Regions from separate parts of the Mus musculus genome. Here all the other regions are linked to region 2. A link is a contact called in public Hi-C and promoter capture Hi-C data. All regions are on one chromosome and are shown on one strand. Each heading gives the region's core, a stretch centred on a gene start, on an enhancer-like site or on the middle of the called end of the contact. The rest is flanking DNA. Distances are from core to core; before and after follow the strand shown.

What was found. Promoter capture Hi-C pulls out the DNA fragments that hold promoters and counts their contacts. Hi-C and Micro-C count contacts between places; a contact is called where the count stands out from the background.
Region 1: a contact with region 2 is called in a promoter capture Hi-C map of stem cell-derived epiblast-like cells, with 5 times the contacts expected there. The contact joins the promoter of Aicda here to the promoter of Slc6a12 in region 2. A contact is called at or near these places in 7 of 39 promoter capture datasets (cranial neural crest, frontonasal cranial neural crest, hippocampal neurons and 4 more), 2 of 15 datasets of contacts at CTCF or cohesin (embryonic stem cells and stem cell-derived epiblast-like cells), 2 of 484 Hi-C or Micro-C datasets (both in B cells) and 2 of 115 datasets of contacts at active chromatin or transcription factors (astrocytes and microglia).
Region 3: a Hi-C map of B cells shows a contact between it and region 2, with 9 read pairs. The contact joins the promoter of Apobec1 here to the promoter of Slc6a12 in region 2. A contact is called at or near these places in 3 of 39 promoter capture datasets (cranial neural crest, hippocampal neurons and liver), 1 of 484 Hi-C or Micro-C datasets (B cells) and 1 of 115 datasets of contacts at active chromatin or transcription factors (large pre-B cells).

Annotation. Positions count from the first base shown.
Region 1 is chr6:122,551,145-122,555,435 of GRCm38.p6, reverse strand. It overlaps Aicda (activation-induced cytidine deaminase), which reads right to left and starts at 1,627. Exons shown (of 5, transcript NM_009645.2): 1 at 1,527-1,627. The coding sequence starts at 1,534.
Region 2 is chr6:121,341,098-121,345,026 of GRCm38.p6, reverse strand. Slc6a12 (solute carrier family 6 (neurotransmitter transporter, betaine/GABA), member 12) reads right to left here and starts at 2,453. Exons shown (of 16, transcript NM_001381903.1): 1 at 2,411-2,453; 2 at 1,922-1,977.
Region 3 is chr6:122,600,538-122,604,363 of GRCm38.p6, reverse strand. Apobec1 (apolipoprotein B mRNA editing enzyme, catalytic polypeptide 1) reads left to right here and starts at 1,920. Exons shown (of 8, transcript NM_001134391.1): 1 at 1,920-2,107.

The DNA.
Region 1 (4,291 bases), core at 378-2,877, 1.2 Mb before region 2:
GCAAACCAGACTCAAGGGGTTAAAAATAATCCCAGCCTAGTAGCAGGGCTGCCTTGAGTTACCCGCTGCCCTTGCTCCAGTCCATGCCGTGCCATCCTGTGTCTCTCCACTGTCTTGTTTGCTTCTCCCTGAATCTCAGCCTCGTCTTTGCTTTGCATTTTGCCATGCTCATGCATTTCTCTCGGACCCTTCTCCATCAGGACATAGATCTCAGATTTGGTTTCAAAATTCACTATAAACCCAGAAGCAGCTCATGCTGTCTGCCTGCCTCCTGTGAACATTTGTTTGTTTGTTTGTTTGTTTGTCTGTCTGTCTGTCTGTCTGTTTGCTTTTTGAGGGCTCAGGATGTAATTAAGTGGCAGATTACTTGTCTAGCATGTGTGAGGTCTTCAATGTGGTCCCTGATAGGGGTGAGGGAGAGTGGGAGGAGGAAAGGGGGAGGAGAGGGAGGAGGAGAAGGAGGAGAAGGAAAAGGAAGAGGAGGAGGGGGAAGAGGAGAAGGGGCAAAAGGAGGAGGAGGAGGGAGAAGAGGAGGGAAAGAGATGGGGAGCAGGAGAAGGAGGAGGAAGAGGAGGAAGAGGGGGAAGAGGGGAAGGGGAAGAGGAGGGGGAGGAGGGAGAAGAGGAGGGGAAGAGATGGGGAGGAGGGAGGAAGAGGAGGAGGGGGAGAAGAAGAGGGGGTAGGAGAAGGGTAACAAAAAGAAAGAAGGAAGACAAGAAAGGAAAAATCTGGAATCTGAAGAACACCCTGCTACCATTAGCTATATTAACTCCATATTCTAAACCTCATAGCCAAACGGAAGTGAGCTCAAGTGTATGGGCTTTAGGCATAGTGACTCACACACTGGCAATAAATGTAAAAATCAAGAGAGAAATTTCTGATAATGGCTCATCATGAGCTGCATATAAAAGCTTTCAAGAAGCTAAGAAATCTCTGCATAGATGAATTAAACAGTAAAAATGTCACCAAGTGTCTAACAGTTGAGTCTATAACACTAAATTGCCTGTCTTAATGAAATTCTCTCCTTCAATAGACACCATTGTAATGAGTTGCAAGCAATTCATCTCAAATGTTTAGTTTTTTTTTTTTTTTTTTTTTTTTTGAGAAGTACAAATCTTCTTGCTATAACTAAATAATTCCTGTAAAGACTCCCCATGCGAGTCTTAAGATGTTGGATATTTGCCAAATAATTGTGAAAATAACCACTACTGTTTTTAGTAAGGAGTTGCTACGACCTCTTTGTGGCGCGGGCCTCTAAGGCTTCGCTGTTATTACCACAAGCCGGCTCTAGCTCTGCCCAAATCTCAGGACAAGTCAAGGCTTCCTATCTCTAGCAACACAGAGAAGAGAGAAACCGGGGGAAGGGAAGAACTTCGTGGTCAGAGTTAGGTCCAAAACCCAAAAGACCTGAGCAGAGGGTGGCAAGCAGACGAGGAAATTCGCGCACTGACAGGCAAAGCCTCCATCCAGACAGGCAGCCAGCACTACTGGAGCACATGCACAAGCAGATGAGACTGTCTTGTTACCTGTCCATATCGGTCTCCAGCGTGACTTTCTTGACTCCCTCAAAGTCTTAGGCCAAAGGAAGCTTGCTTCAAGCAAGGCTGCTTCAGTGCTGTTGTGTGACAGAGCACTGGCCCCTGGCATTCAAATCTGAGCTTGCTCTTGTGGGCTCCTCCCCCACGACAGCATCACTACCACCAGGTATCCAACATCTGCCTCCTGGGTTGGGTCCAGTAAAGATGGGCGGGGCTGTGGTGGGCAGAGCCACACGGATTAAATGATTGGGGGGCGGGGGGCAGTTCTGCTCATGCTTAATGTCCAACTTCCTTCGAGGCTGTTCCTCTAAAAAGCCAGCCCAGGTACCACAGGTAACAAAGATCAGGAGACAATAGCACTGGACACTTTTCACATTGGTATCATGATAATGAGCTCTGTGAGTGTGTGTGTGTGTGTGTGTGGGGGGGTCCCAGGTATCACACCTAAGGTCTGTGCATGCTTCCTAATTTTAAAATTGTGATAACAAGAATGATAGCAGTCATAGTGACTTAAAGTGGCCTTAAATGCATCTTGTGCTTCTTGAACTTACAGTATCTGTTCCTTCCGTTTGTTACACTCAGTTTTATGCCTCAGTAGAGATGGGGGTTGACCACCACAGCATCCAGAGAGTGAACTTTAGCCTCCTAATTCTCTAATATATTTTTCTTTTTTTAAAATGACATTATAAGATAGCTAGAAAGACTAGTTGCTTGCACCAAAAAGTGATTTATTTTAATTTTGTGTGTGTGTGTGTGTCAAAAAGTATTTTTTTTTTAAAAAAGAACTCTTTTTCCTCATTAAAAATACCTTACTGGAGGCCTGGAGAGCTGGCCCAGTGATTAAGAGCACTTATTTCTATTGCAGAGGACCAGCAGGCGGTTGAAAGCCACCATGTGTGGTTGCTGGGATCTGAACCCTGATCATCTGGAAGAACATCCTTTGCTTTCTTCCTTCCTTCCTTTCTTATACTCTTCCTTCCTTCCTTCCTTCCTTCCTTCCTTCCTTCCTTCCTTCCTTCCTTCCTTCCTTCTTTCCTCCCTCCCTCCCTCCCTCCCTCCCTCCCTCCCTCCTTCCTTCCTTTCTTCCTTCCTTCCTTCCTTCCTTCCTTCCCTTCCTTTTTTTAGATAGGGTGTCATTATGTAGCTCCTCTGGCTGGTCTGGAACTTTCTATATAGACCAGACCAGTCTTGAGCTAGAGACTGGATCCCGTTGCATGCACACAGCACATGCCCCTGCCCCTATTTTGTTGCTGTGAAATCTCTCTGTGCAAAGTCTCATAGTTCAGGACTTGGCTTACTCCCTGGCAGTTTAGCCTTCCCTGGATATCATATCTGAAATGTTAATGAGCCCCCATCCTCCTTCTTCCTCTAATTAATTTCCTCTGCATTATCACATCACTATCAGAGACACAATTTCCCTCACTAGTGAATTAATGAATTCCTGGGAAAAAAATTTCAGGGCACCGGGAGTAACCAGCACCAGCCGTGACATTACAGGGTTAAGGGAACCCAGGTGGTGGGTGGACAAGTCCCTCTAACTTGTCTCACAGGATGAGGCCCGGACCTTTGCCCTACTTTGGCCAATTGTCCAGGGAATGACATACTGAGACACACGTACACAGCCTCCCAAAGGGCCGACTTGATGGATATTGGCAGAGATGTTGTGATTTCTTTACATTTTAAAAAATTATATATATATTGCTGTGCTTGGCAGTGGAGGGGTATATGAGGCACGAGGGCCAGAGCTTATGTGTAGATGTCAGAAGACAATTTACAAGACTTGGTCCTCTCTGTCCACCATGTAGATCCTGAGGCTTGAACTCAAGTAGTCAGGCTTTGCAGCAAGGACATTTATCCATGGAACCATCTTGCCTGTTCTGACTGACACCATTTCTTTAAAAGGGAGAGGGACAGGGAGCAGCAGGGGCTGGAGAGATGGTTCAGTATTTAAGAGCACTGGCTGTTCTTTCAGAGGACCTGGGTTCAATTCTCTGCATTCACATGGTGGCTCACAACCGTCTAAGATGAAATCTGATGTCCTCTTCGAAAAAATACCAATATACATAACTAAATAAATAACTAAATAACTAAATAAATAAATAAATAAATAAATAAATAAATAAAACTTAAGAAAAAGCAAGCAAGGAAGCCAGTGGGCGAGCTGGAGAGATGGCTCAGTGGTTAAGAGCACTGACTGCTCTTCCAGAGGTCCTGCGTTCAATTCCCAGCAACCACATGGTGGCTCACAACCATCTTTATTGTGATCTGATGCCCTCTTCTGGTGCTTCTGAAGACAACTACGGTGTACTCACATACATAAAATAAATAAATCTTTCAAATGTTTAAGGAAGAAAGAAGGAAAGGTATTCCAGACCAACCAAGGGCTACATAGTGAAACCCTGTCGCCAGACAGACAGCGGAACAGGCAATCCCGCCCCCAAGACAAGTATGGCAGTCGTACACGATCAGAATTCTAGCATTCTGAAGATTAAGGCAGGAGGATTCCTGGAAGTTTGAGACTAGCCTGGGCTATGTGTCCAGTTCCAGGACAATCATGGAACCCTGCTAAAAAACAAAAACAAAAAACAAAACATAGAAATAAAGAAAGGAAATGTTTTCTCGTCTTCAAGGAGAGGTTCCACACCACTGCGGCTTGCTCTGAATGTGGCTGCGCAGGCTCTGCGTGGTCTCTCTAGGCAAACTGGGGCCTTTTGGACCGGAGAAAAGCAGCGTATTGTTGATGCTTATCTTCT
Region 2 (3,929 bases), core at 1,204-3,703:
CCCCACCACTCGCAGCCATTGCAAGATGAACAGAGGGAGAGGGGATGATCTGGTGGGAAAAGGAGTAGATGAAGAATGCATGATGGGAAAGATGAGGGGGGAGGGGTCAGGGGAGCACACCCAGAACCCTGTCCAGGCCTGAGACTGAGGTTTATCAAGGAAAAGAAGGAAGAGCAGGACCTGAGAGTGTGAATAGCCATAGGCCATTTTATAATTTTCTATAAATAAATATAATAAGTATATTTATACAAATTATATTTCTATTTATATAAATATGCTAATATATAAACATTATTGATAATATTGATATGATATTATTATATAAATTTATATAAATATATAATGAAAATAAGAATAAATATAAATATAATTTTCTATAAATAAAAGATTGGGCATGGGGAGATGGATCAGCCGTTAAGAGCACTGGCTGCTCTTACAGAGGATCCAGGTTCCACTCTCATCACCCACATGGTGATTCATAACTGCCTGTAACTTCAGTCCCAGGGGACTCCTCTTCTGGCTCCCTCAGTCGCCAGACATGTAGTGTGCAGAGACACACACAAAACATTCAGACACATAAAAATAAACAAATAAAAATTCTTTAAAACGTTTTCGAGAGGAAGAGTGGAACCACAGAATAAAAACAAAGGCAGGCAAAAGGAGAGGTGGCTCAGAGCCACGGTGAGCAGGGAGGAGAGAGGGCTGAAACCACAGCACTGGACAGCTATGTTAGACTAGGGGAAGGAATGTCCAGGAGAACGTTAGCCGTACAAACACGCTGCACAGGGCCCCTTTTCTCTCTATTCTTCTTATGGGTCAGATAGTGAATATCATCTGCGTGAGAACTCCAGATCTCAGAATCGAAGCAGGACAGTAAAGTTCCAGCCCAGCCCAGCTCCACACCAACAGCAAATAAATTCAAAAACACAGCCTCGGCCCCCAGGGTCCCTCCCCCCCGCCCCACCTCTAGTCTGTTTGCTAGGAATGATTCTGTGACAGCAAGGACAACTCGTTCCCCTTCGCAAGCTCTGTTACCTCCACAGCTACAGATCTCCTCTGCAGGCTGTCCACCCGCTTTGCTAGGCTGAGCAAGGGGAAGGGGAGGGACTTCACCATACTTGGGTGCCCTTGAGCCAATCCTGGGTTCTGTCTTCAAAGGACCAGCAAGTACAGTCTTAACTCTCTCCTCAGGAGCTGGACAGATTAGATGGAAGCCCACTCTGGTTCTAGGAAACACCTCCAGAAACCCTCCCCGCCCCACATACTGCTAGGGTTCAACCCAGGCACCACCGCTCCCTTCCCTAAACGAAAGAGACCCAGTCCCACTTCAGCCCATACCCACATACCAGCACCCACCCCTGAACACACCGATGCCATTCCGTCACGTCCCTCTGCACACACATACCTGTGTGCATGGCCCCAAAGCCTGGCTGCTCGTAGCCCTTCACACCTGGTAGGCAGCTGCCCTCCACAGTGGCAGCCCACATCTTCTCCAGCTCCCTCTCCTCAGACCCAGTCCCACCCAAGCTGGTGCCCCGCTTTCTGCTCTAGCCCTAGCTGACCAAGAGGCAGGCGCCCCCAACCTGTGAAGGTAGTTCCAGATCCATCCACTCACCCTTCCTAGCTCTGAAAACTGACTGCCCTCCCCTGGCAGGCAGATGGCCCGCCTCCTCGGGGCCAGTTCCCCATCTGTGAACTCTCCTTACTTACTGGGGCTTGTCCCTGAGCAATTTCATTATGTGGCTAGTGAGGATGGCATCAGACTCCCTGTGGCCTCAGGGGACCGCAGCTCCCTGCTTCCTGCCCAGACACACAGTTCTGCTGGGTCTTGCCTCTGCCCTGAGCCTCAGCTCTCCAGACTCAGGGGTACAGAGGCTATGATAACCAGACTGCGCGCTCTGCGCATGCTCTTCCCACTCACCTGGTCTCTCAGCCCAGCTAGAACTCCTGCTCCAGAATGAGTAAGCGTCTCCAGACCTGGAAGAGGAATTCTCACCTTCAGTACTCCTGCTCCTCCCCCCCCCAACCCCCCCTCCCGCCACAGCCCCACCCACCCAGTGGTCCTGAGACGGATGGCCAGACCAGGGAAGGGGGGCTGTAGAAAGTGAAGGGACAAAATACCACAAGCAACAAGAGAGATTGAGAAGTCTATAAGCCTAGATTACACCATCCACCCTCAGGGAACGAAACCTCATGACCCTGTCTCTCTGTCCCCTCAGGGCCCCTCACTCCTGACTAGTGTCTTCCCAGTGGGCACTATCCAGAAGAAGCCCCCAGAACCTTGTTGAACAGCTGCCTCAGGCAGCCCTACCTCCCTGACCTCTCTCCTCCTGCTCCTGGCCCTTCGCCCTTATCCTCACCTCCACCCCAACTACCGGCTCCTTCTTAGGCAAGGTACAGCCCCTCTTACCAGAGCAGTGGGATGGGAGCCACCAACTTTCAGGCTGGACACTGAGGACCTTGGGAGGGGAGCTGGCCTCAGTGACGAGGGCATGGGAGGAGGGTGAATCACAGACTGGAGTTTTCCACCAAGTACCTGCAAAGCTCGAGACCTTCCCAGCCACTGCCTTCTCCTTGGGATTTTCCTAGAGAAGTCTCCAGAGCCTGCATATCCCAGGAAGGCAAATGCAAATAGGATCCAAGGTTCAGCCCACCCACCCAGACCCTTATCATGGTCTCCCAGCCAAGGAAGACTCTGAGCCTCAGTTTCCCGCTTTGGAAAGGTGGATAATGGGTGCTTTTCAAGGTTGCTGTGGAGGGTTAAAGTCAACATGGCTGTGCTGGGAAAATCACAGGTTCTTAAGGACAGTTGTCAGTATTTGTTGCAGGCTCCGGTGGGGGTTCTGGGATCCAGATACTCAGATTCTGCCCAGCACAGCACCACAAACCAAAGACTCCTCCGGAACAGCCTGGCGGCTGTCAAGTGTGCACACCCATGGGGAATGTGTGTGCCCTCAGCAATGATGGGAGGATTTTTCCAAAACAGGGTTCTCTGGGCAAGTCTTCACAGCATGGATACGAAAAAGCCTGTGGCCTCTGGAAACATCAAGATGTTTCTTCAATGCCGAGTGGGATGGAAACAGGGGAAGTTGTGGGGAGAAAGGGAAATTTCCCTTTGTGTGGACTTCCCCTTTATCTGCTAAAAAATGTCTTAACAGTGGAGGGTGTGAAGTGAGATTGGCGGTCTGTAATTTTCCATTGGCACCCCACTCACCATCCCTCAGGTCCCCCCTGGCCTCTGTTGCCCATCAAGGAAAACCAGAATGAGTCTGGCCTTTACAAGCTGGGGACCAGCTCTGGAGGGAAAAGAGTCACGGTCTGCCGCAAGCTGCCCACTTCTCACCCCCGTGCCCAGCTGGCATGGTGCAACCTGCCCTGCCTGCTGGGTCTGCTCTATGCCTGCACGCTGGGCCCACCATCATGACCTCCAGTACAGCAGTTCTCATCCTGTGCATTGTGACCTCTTTGTGGGTCACACATCAGATATCCTGCATATCAGATATCTACATTACGATTGATAACAGCAAAACTACAGTTACGAAGTGGCAATGAAAATAATGTTATGGTTAGGGGCGACCACAACATGAGGAACTGTGTTAAAGGGTCACAGCGTTAGGAAGGTTGAGAGACACACTGCTCTGCTGTTTCTTACACAGGAGATACCAGGGTCTACAAAAAACAAAAGAGCCGGCTTTGGCAGCCCTTCTGCCCAGTGAGTAAAGTCGGATTTTACCTAATCCTTCCATCTCTTTCCCCTGGCTACTTCAGACCCTTGTCTCCCTCTCTTAACATTGGTTCCCCCCCCCCCCAAATCAAGCTTGTCCCAATATTCATTTTCCCCCGCACCCTCCTGTTATCAGACCACTGGAAACTCAAGAAGCCAGAGATTGTGTCTTTGCAAGCATCTGCAAAGTACTGCAAAGAGAGGA
Region 3 (3,826 bases), core at 671-3,170, 1.3 Mb before region 2:
CTTCTCCAGGCTGTGTTTGTTTGTTTGACACAGCAATAGTAAAGCAAAGCAGGACCTTTCTATAAAAGTTATTAAAAGGGAGGCTGGAGAGAAGGCTCAGCAGGTAAGAGGTGACTGTGGCTAAATTTTGTGCACTGGAGTTCAGAACCCAGCAACTATGTAACAAGCCTGGTGTTCTGCAAACACCTCTCACTTTGGTTCTGAGGGGTCCTACACTCTCTTCTGTACACACACACACACACACACACACACACACACACACACACATCTGGACTTTTTGTTTATGTGAGACAGGGTTTCTGTGTAGTCCTGGCCATCCTGGAATTCTCTCAGTAGGCTATGCTGGTCTTGAACTCAGAGATCCGCCTGCTTCTGCCTCCCATGTGCTGGGATTAAAGGCGTGCACCACTATCGCCTAGTTCAAAAATCATTCTTTTTATACATCTGTAATCCCAGCACTTGGGAGACAGAGGTAGGTGGAACTCTGAGTTGAGGCTAGCGTGGTCTATATAGAGAGTTATAGACAGCCAGAGCCACATAAAGAAATCTTGTCTCAAAAAGTAGGAGAAAAGAAGAAGAAAAGAAAAGAAAAGAAGAGGAGAGAAAAATAGTAAAAACCTTGTTGAAAGGATATTGGTGGGGTGGCCCACACCTTTAATCCCAGCACTCAGGAGGCAGAGGCAGGTGGAACTCTGAGTTGAGGCTAGCGTGGTCTATATAGAGAGTTATAGACAGCCAGAGCCACATAAAGAAATCTTGTCTCAAAAAGTAGGAGAAAAAAAGAAGAAAAGAAGAGAAAAATAGTAAAAACCTTGTTGAAAGGATATTGGTGTGGTGGCCCACACCTTTAATCCCAGCACTCAGGAGGCAGAGGCAGGTGGATTTCTGAGTTTGAGCCAGCCTGGTCTATAGAGTGAGTTCCAGGACAGCCAGGGCTACAGAGAAACCCTGTCTGGCGGGGTGGGGGGGGAGAAAGAAAGAAAAAAAGAAAGGAAGGAAGGAAGGAAGGAAGAAAAAAAGAAAGGAAGGAAGGAAGGAAGGAAGAAAGAAAGAAAGAAAGAAAGAAAGAAAGAAAGAAAGAAAGAAAGAAAGAAAGAAAGAAAGAAAGAAAGAGAAGGGACCAGACTGAAGCCATTTTGAATAAAACTTTCATTTTGAACAGAGGTCAAATAAGTTTAAGTTCCCAAGACCTCAGTGTTGAACTGACATCCTGTCTGGCAAGTTGAGACATGATTGCTAGGCAAGTCTCCCACCACAGTCGAATAAACCAAACAGTAGGAACAGGATGAATGTACCACAAAGACAAGTTCCTAGGGAAGACTTCTATCCCTAGATCCTAATTTGTGGGATAACTTGGCAGACTTATTTATTTATTTATTTTTAGATTTTTACACCCTAACATTTGGATACCAAACGCTAACCTACTTGAGCCCTTAAGCTGAATTAGCAGCACCTCGGACTGTTTTTCAGTCATCTGGACTCCCGGAGGTGAGCCTGTATTCTGCTTTCTGGTGGAGCCTCTCTAGGACCCAAGAAAGGAGAAAGTGGACGCAGCACTGCTCCGAGGGTCAGAGGAGGACAGGAGACGGCCCGCTTTTCACTGGTTTCCACTGAGGGAACATTTGCTTCTGGTTCTGGGCATGCTGGATTGCCCATGTCTGTCAGTCTGTGTCTGTGGTTTCATTTAGTTTGAATGTTGCTCTGTGTTTTATATCTGGAAAAACGGGCCAAAGTTCATCTGCTGGTTGTTCACCTCTTAGTATTTACCCATCTCAAGGATTTTCGGGGGGGGGTGTGGGGGGAAGCGGCCGAATCGGGACAACAACAACAATAATAATAACAACAAAAACTGATAAACTGGCACTGTGCCTGCAGCTGAGAGTCCTGCACTGCTGGTAAAGCCCCGCCTCCTGCTCGCCTGATGCAAACCCCTGCCGCCTGATCTAGCTGTTCGAGTTTCTCTAAAAGCGAAACCAGCAGCTCTTAAGCTTTCTGTGGTCAGGAAGCCGGTGCCTACTCCCGCTACAGAACCACGGTGCCCATGAGCGTTGGATTCTGCAGGCAGCAACAGCAAGGCGCTCCTCCCTTGAAATCAGATCAGGAAGAAGTAAGGGAAGTTTTGTCTGTTTTTGAATGTATAAATGTATGTGGCCAGTGCGTGTTTGCTTCTGACTGTTCTGTGTTCTGTATGTATTGGTTATAGATCATTGGCTCATAAGTCGTTGGATATGGTTAAAAATTTTTAGTATCTGTACCAAAAAGTTAACTTAAAACCAGTAACTCAGGGTTGGAGCCATTGTCCAACACATGGGATGGACCAGCCAAGGAAACGGGTCTCCAAAGATACTTTTAAATTGGAATAAGATTTTTATATAATTTCTGATCTGTCTTAAAAACCAAGTTTATAGAAAAAACTAGGAGGTATTTAAGCTGTATCTCCATGCGTTCTTATACAAGAACTTTTCTTGCTGTCAACTAAACTTTGTAACATAAAAATAACCCACTTATAATAACTTATAATAACTAACCCCTTTATAATAAAACACTAAGTTGCTTATACTGTTAAAATTTGGTTTTGTCTTCTAAGAATTACGGTTTGTGCTCCATGTCTTCATTCTTTAAAAAGGTACTTTGTTTTTCAAAAAACACACAATTGAGAGATTTTAAACTACTTTAACGAAAATTTTGGAATTTTACAAAAAATCAAAACTGGACATTTTAAAAACAGCTTTTAAAAAATGTTTTCATTTATAAATCTATGAAACATTTTAAATTTTATCAGATATTTTATTGTAATGTCTTTATTAGTATGTTATCTTTATTAATGCATAAATAAAAGACTAAAAATTAGGGTCACAGCTTAACACCAGAGACTGAAAAATTCCTGTCTTATGAGGCAATAAAACAATGACCATAGTCAGTCTGGTGAAGAACTCGGATACTAAAGTATTATAGCATTAAAAAAAAATTGAGAATCACTGGCTTAAAATTATGTTTCAAGATATAACTTAAAACAAATAGGGCTGGAGAGATGGCTCATCGGTTAAGATCACTGACTGCTCTTCCAGAGGTCCTGAGTTCAGTTCCCAGCAACCACATGGTGGTGGCTCACAACCATCTGTAATGGGATCTGATGTCCTCTTCTGGTGTGTCCGAAGACAGCGACAGTGTACTCATATAAATGAATCTTTAAAAAAAAAAAGAAACAACTTAAAGCAAATAACTAAAAATAGATATTTAACTCAGATACACTTGAGAGATACTATCAGAGAGCTGCTGAATATGGCATTTAAGGTATTTAAACTTACTATGACAGAGACTCTCAGATACTAGTAATGACCCCCGGGGTCTCAAGACAATGGACATAGGAACAAAGGACTCCCCCTGGACTGTGGTCCAGAAGTGGAAGCCTATTGGACAGGGAGGGGCAAGGGAGACAGGCTGGAAACTGGATCCAGAACCTCTTTGATTGGGCCCCTTTGCTGACTGCCATATTTACTACCTGCTCCTCATCGGGCCTTGATTCCCAACTCAGTTAAGCTCGTGGTCCTAAGAACCCAATACAATCCTTTACACCCTGAAACAGATAATCAAGGACTTGAGTGATATACAAACACTAGGAGAAGGAATATAAGAAGGAGCCAACCTGAAGCCATTTTGAGTAAAACTTCCATTTTGAATAGGGGTCAAGTAAAGTTTAAGCTCCCAAGACTTCCCTCGGAGACTGGCATCCTGGTTGGCAGAAAGAGAGATGTATGTGGGTGGCTGGCATCCTGGTTGGCTAGTTGAGACATGAATTCGGGCAAGTCTCCCTATCTACTTGAAT